2 separate regions of the Mus musculus genome follow, and region 2 is linked to region 1. The links are chromatin contacts, called in public promoter capture Hi-C maps. All regions are on one chromosome and are shown on one strand. Each heading gives the region's core, a stretch centred on a gene start, on an enhancer-like site or on the middle of the called end of the contact. The rest is flanking DNA. Distances are from core to core; before and after follow the strand shown. Region 1 overlaps Tns3 (tensin 3). Region 2 overlaps Tns3 (tensin 3).

Evidence for each region. Capture Hi-C pulls out chosen DNA fragments and counts their contacts.
Region 2: a contact with region 1 is called in a promoter capture Hi-C map of liver. The contact joins two enhancer-like sites. A contact is called at or near these places in 1 of 115 datasets of contacts at active chromatin or transcription factors (embryonic stem cells) and 2 of 9 other capture datasets (liver and pancreatic islet).

The regions. Positions count from the first base shown.
Region 1 is chr11:8,467,295-8,470,406 of GRCm38.p6, reverse strand. The region is part of intron 20 of Tns3 (tensin 3); the gene reads left to right. Among named protein-coding and RNA genes, the nearest start is that of Tns3, 200 kb to the left of the region's middle. Within about 2 kb of position 1,701, at least 263 of the 459 cell types and tissues checked have an H3K27ac peak or open chromatin away from gene starts, as enhancers often do. A contact at or near this core is called in embryonic stem cells, liver and pancreatic islet, where this site is marked.
Region 2 is chr11:8,567,788-8,570,899 of GRCm38.p6, reverse strand. The region is part of intron 4 of Tns3 (tensin 3); the gene reads left to right. Among named protein-coding and RNA genes, the nearest start is that of Tns3, 95 kb to the left of the region's middle. Within about 2 kb of position 1,514, at least 73 of the 459 cell types and tissues checked have an H3K27ac peak or open chromatin away from gene starts, as enhancers often do. A contact at or near this core is called in embryonic stem cells, liver and pancreatic islet, where this site is marked.

The sequences.
Region 1 (3,112 bases), core at 452-2,951:
GTTATGGGTTCATCGTTTGCTTGTTTGTTTTTTAATATTGAGTAGAGTTAAAGGCAAGGCTTTCCCATCAAGGGGCCAATGCATCAGCTCCTCAGTGAGCTTGAGCCCCAGTATGTGGAGCCAGGCTCCAGGTGTCATCCTGCTGGCAAAGGTGAAGGCTGGCTCAGCCCATTCCTGGGGCGGTGGTCCTAACACCTATTTGTGCTCTGCTGTGGTTTTGCTGTCCTCCCATGGGCATCCTGCTGGTTCACAGTGGCTGTCTCTTGTCCAGGTTCTGACCCTGATCCCTAGGGGAAACAGTGGGGTTTCAGAGAATGACTTTCTTCCTAAAGGAAGGAACCCTCCAAGCCATCTCAATCCCTAACACTGCCGCAGATGAGCGGGAGGAGGGGCGGGGGTGATGAGCAAGTCTGTGAGGAGGCCTGCTCAGAGCTGCTTGGGTCATGGCTTTGACACGGTCACAACCCCCAGTCCTCTGGCCTGTGGGTAGACGGGACCCACAGAGGAGTTAGACCTTTTTCTGATGGAAGTCGTGGACTGGAAAGGCTGGTACACCCACCTCACTGAGCCCGCCGCTGATCCTGTTGGGTTGGGGCCAGGCATTTCCGATAGCAGGGATAGCTGTTTTCAGGCATATAAACAACTGGGAGGAAGTGTCTTCTCAGGGGTCTTCCTGGCTGGGCCCTAGACACGTGGCCTGAATGGGCCTGGAATGAGGGCCTCTCCTTATCAAGTTGCTCTTGGGACCTGCGGGGTTGGGCAGGCTTAGATTCAGCAAGATGGTCAGCAAGCTGTGCCGGAAACTTACCTCTGTGCAGAGGCCTGCGATAATGAAGTAAAATCAACACTGGCACATGCTGGCCAGGAAGCAACCCTTGGGGAACATGAGAAACTTCTCTTTGAGACGTTCAGGGAGAATGTTCTAGAAGTTTCTAGAAGCTCACATTTGCAGAGTGAGTGAGACTCTGTTGCCTTCAGTTCATGGTAAAACGTGGAGTGCTGCTGGACAGGCTGTGTTTTAGTGCTCAGGTAATAGACTCTGTATGCTACTTGATGCACAAGAAAATGTCTCAGACTAAAATAGGTACTGGTGTTTGTAAGCAATTTTGAAGGCTGTCGAGAGGTTCAATTGATGTTTTGGGGGGCCCTTCCATATGGGGGAAACACATGAAGGAAATAGGAGGAAGAAGGGGATCTAGATGTAGATGCTTCCCAGAACCTGTTAGTAGAAAGCCCAATGAAACAGGCTGGTTCCTGATCAGTTTCTGTTGGTTCCCACTGCAGCCAGGAGGAAAATCTGCAGTTGAGCAGATACTGAGGAGTGGGTTTCCGCAGCTGAAGTCTCCTGGCTGCCTTGTGTAGGGCTGTGGTGAAGGCTTTGTTGGGGCGAGGCGATCCCCTTCTACCAGGAAAGGAATCTGTGGCTCAGCGTCACAGAGTCAAACCCCACTGGCTTTTTCCTCCTGCGTCCTCAGGTTGCCGCGAAGGGCAGGTGTGGGGCGTGGCTGTTTGTCCTGCCCCTTGTCTCCGCTGGGTGTCCCTGGTCTCGGCGGCGTGGTTTTAAGTTGTGGTGGGTTTTGGCCGGGAAGTTTTTCCGAACTTGAAGGGGGAGGAGGAAGAAGGGAAGCAGAATGGAAAGGAAGCGAACTGCAGCAGAGAGCAGGCGGGGCCAAGTCTGGAGGCACTGACTGGGCAGGCGGCCCGCAGCAGCCCGCGGCCGCCCAACAATCCCGGGATTCTTTCCTGCGACCTACTCTCCCGCTGCCCTCTGAATGGGCCTCTTTGGAGGTGGCAGCCCCGCCTCTCGCCCTGACTCCCCCGGGGACTGGCAGAACACTGAGCCCTCCCAGGGTGGGTGGGGGACGCCATTGGGCCGGACTCAGCACCCGGGGCTGCTGGGGACAGACCCTGCAGAGTGCCTTTAACAAGGCTCACAGATTCTAGGCCCTTCCATGGACTGACCGGACCCCAGGTGCCCAGGTAAGCCAACAGCTGGCCTCGTGGCTTCTCCAGGAGCTATTTCTGTGTCCCTGGTGTCTCTGAGCTCTGGTTCCTTTGGGCACATCCAGTTGCTGAAACCTGATCTGGGATGTGGGGGAGGGTAGTGGTGGGAGTAGGGAGGAGGAGACAGACAGACCCAGTGCCAATGGCCAGGACACCTAGGTGAACTGGGGCATGGAAAGATAGCCAGACAGTTTTCTGTTCTGAGTTCCCTTATCACTTAGTGGCGTTTCTCAAGTCTCTTAGGGACCGTCTTTCAGGGGAGGCACGCTTTCTAACTTTGTGGAGCTCCTTAGGGATGAACAAAAGCCTGGTTTGAATGTGTGCCGCTTTCTGTGCACTCTTCTGCCCAAACTGATGATCGTGGGCCTGCCCCTTTCTCTCTGTCACAGCCCAACCCATAGCCCTCAGGAGAGTGTTCCCCGAGCAGCTTCCCCAGAGGGCAGTTGTTTCCACTAAAGAGGCAGGCAGCCTGTGGAGCAGATGCTGGGATTTTTAATGAGGCTCCCTCATCTCTTCTATGCTTGGAGCCTGCAAAGGTAGCATTTCTAAGCAAATCCATGAACACTGAAACAAAACAGGCATTGACTGGACTGATGTGCTCAGATTCCGGCAGAGCTTCTGCAGCCGGGGTGACTGGTACCTTAGCTGTCCTTCCCTCCTGGGATAGGACTGGGGTTGCCTCCCCCACATGTCGGGTAGGAGAATCTTAGGGCTGTGAGTGGCTAGGGAGGAAGAATGTGGTCTCTTGCAGCATCTGTTGATCCTTACAGATACAAGGCTGTGCGCTACAGCTCACATCACGGGGCAGATCGTACTCTCGAGAGAAAGCCCTTGCATAAGCCCCATGACAAGCCCCGGCAGGTTAGGGTCTGCCCCATGCTTGTAAGTTTTATGTGTTGTAAAACTTCCTGGTTGTAAGTTTTATGTGTTGTCCCTTCTAAGAGCCAGAGATATTTTAAGTCAAATGCTTTTTCAAAAGCTTCCTGTTCTTCTAATGGAATCCATATAAAACCATCATTTTCCATGAATCCCATATGTCTGTCAGTAGATTCAAAGTTGGCCGCCTCGGATGGAAATGTTTTCCTAGTCTTAGGTGAGATGCGAAGTG
Region 2 (3,112 bases), core at 265-2,764, 100 kb before region 1:
AGAGTCTGATCAGTAGTCAGAACTGTGTGAAATACCTTTATGAGACCAGCTTTCCCTCTGGCTGACACCAGGCTTCAGACATTTCTTCTAGCATTCGATTCTTAGAGAAATTCTAATTCTATTGTCCCAATAGATGGATAGTCAGTGTGAGGACTGTATCTCTCCATCAATACCTTGGCACTTACTGGGAAGTTAGAGGGTTGTAGGAACAACTCAAAATGATGTTTCCTTAACAGTCACACCTATCTCAGACCTGTAAGTCTAGGAGTGTGAACATGCAGGGTGAGGATGGGCCCACATGCACACATAGAGATATGCAGGGAAAAGGCCTTGTGATGATGACAGAGGCAGAGATCCCCGGATCCCCGGGGCTGCAGTGGTCATGTGAAGATGCAAGAGACAGGCCCAGTCTTGCATTTGGCCCTGCTGACTCCCCAGTCTTTCATTTCTAGCCCCATATGTGGGAAGAAATAAACTCCCGTGGTTTGGAGGTATGCAGTGCAGGGTTCTTGTTTCAGTAGCCTCAGGAAACCAATACTCTGGGACCATTGTCATATTACTTAATTGTTCTCCAGAGAACTATGGAGTGATGGGAGAAGAGGCCACTCTGGCTGCAGAGCAGTGAAATAGTCTTCCTAGGAATAGTATGTAGGAATAGCATGGATTCAGAGATGCTCTGTGTGAGGCCCATGCCAGGAAGAGAACTGATAGGTCACCCATGGAAACTAAGAAGCAACCTTTGTCTATGACCTGTCTGCGGCATTGGACAGGACCGTGACACCCCTTTCTCCAGGGAAAGCCAGGACAGCAAAGCCAGACTCCCAGGAGTTCCTTATGTAGCCAGCAGCGATTCTGTGAGCAGGATGCTGGTAGGCCAGCCAGGGCTGGGCCAGTCAGTGTTCATGGATGCTTCCCTGGGATGCCAGGATGCTGGTAGGCCAGCCAGGGCTGGGCCAGTGTTCACGGTTGCTTCCCTGGGATGTCTGACGTCAGCCCAGATCTTTGTTCATCAGTGTCTTGTTTCAGTTCTCTTCCAAAACATCTGAGATGCGGTGACCCTGGAGGCACAGATCTTTGAGAAGTCTGTGGCTCCTCCCATCCAACCACAATCCAGACTTTGATCCTTCTTTTTCTTTGATTTCACCATCCCCTCCCACACCTAAAATAACATCCATCTTTTGACTGTGTCCAACTGTGAGGCGTTTAGGCTTCTGGGTTTCTGGGAAAGGCAGTCCCAGAGAGGAGGTTCCTGGAAGCTGAGCACTGTCAACTGTAGCCGGGAGCTACACATCTCAGCACAAGTCCTACTGGGAAATGGAAAATCCCCCTACAGATGCACCCAACAATGCCAGCCTCCCCTGGCTGCCTTTGTCATCCAGTCTTTGAAAGCCAGGTTGGTTCTTGTTTGAGCTTTTGTTCTCCCTCTGCAGGTGGAGGTATTGTGAGGCAAGGCCAGGACATGTTGACCTTTGGTGGCGTCAGCTTATGCACAAAGGGAGCACAAAGCCCTAGCTAATGATTAAATGCCCACACTGGGTTGCAGCCCTGGTTACACTTGAGGTGATTGCTCGGTTCTTACCATCCTGTCCTCTCACTGTGTTTGCAGTTTTGGGGCTGGTAGAGAAGGGAAGAGGCTGGCAGGGTGACAGCTCTTGTCTTTAGCCCCCACCCCCTTTCCTTCTTCTGGCTCCCTGGGGACCAGTTCCTGAGCTGATTTCTCTTAAATAATGACCTAAGTCCCCAGGGTGGCATAGCCAGCTTCTTTCTGAGGGGCTCGTGGAAGCAGGGGTTTGAGTGATTCGAATGCTGCCAAGTCTGGAGGCTAGTTTGCCCTGCAGTAAGCCAGACAAGATGGCCAATGGGATTTCCTTTCTTCCACGGCCCGCCATGCATGTTAATGTGGGGCCATTGAAGACAATGGCCACGTGTGACTGTTGACAGAACTGTGACTTCGGGCGTGATCAAATATTTATTTGTTTTGGATTCTCCCCCCCCCCCAAACCTTTAGAAAACATCCTTACTAATTATTTGAGAATTGCATATAATTTATTGTGATCATTTTTACTTTATTCCTTCCCTAACCCCTCCCAGACCAAAACCAACTCCCTATCCCCTTCAAATTCATGCTGTTATTTTTTAAAATAACCTGAGGTCAAATTTGATACACACACACACACACACACACACACACACACATATATGTATCTATATCTATCTATATAACACATATATACACATATACATATACATGCACATACATGCGCATGTATGCTCCTATGTGTGGGGCCATTCACTGCACCATTATCAACTTACCAGGGGCTATACCCTTAAAAACCATGGCTCTCTGCCTTACCCAGATGCCGTCATCTCTCAGGAGCCCCTCAGTTGGAGGTGGAGCTCATGGACTGCTCTCTACTCTTATATCCAGAAGATGTTTTTCACTCCAACCTCCCCAGCTCCCTGGCTTTTAGAATCATTCCATTCCCTCGCCCTTCTGCAGTGGTTTCCTAGCCTTGAGTGGTATAGATGTCCCAGTTGTGTTTGACAACTCCACTGACATCCACTCTCTGTACTTGGACGCATTGTGAGTTTCTGTGCTAACCAGTGTCCACTACACAGAGATCCCTCCGATGTGGCCTGAGAGCGGACTGATCTATGAGTACAGATATCTGAATTTAGAGGCAGTTGATTAATTATGTCTGTTTTAGTAGAAAAATACTAAGTTATCCTCTAGGGCCCGTGAGCTCCCAGCTGTAGGTTCTTGGTTAGATTTACAAACTTAATACTGGTACTGTCTTTCAGCCTGCAGTGCAAGCCTTAACTCTAACTGGAAAGCAAAAGCAACATTCTTGTTATTGTTGCACCCATGGGCAACAGATCTTGCCTCACCAGGGTCATTATTGTAGCTCACAGGGTTCACAAGTGGGTAAGTCTGATGATCCCCCCCCATCCTCATCGCCCCCCCTCCCCGCCTGCCCAGGCCTACATTGTATCTTCCAGTCTAGTACTGTGAAAGCTAGCCAGCTCAGTACCTACTTTGTTTCTCAGTGTCCTGTGACTAAAGTGTGTGGTGTCTTCAGCCATAGGTCCTTACCTATTGGATACCTTACTT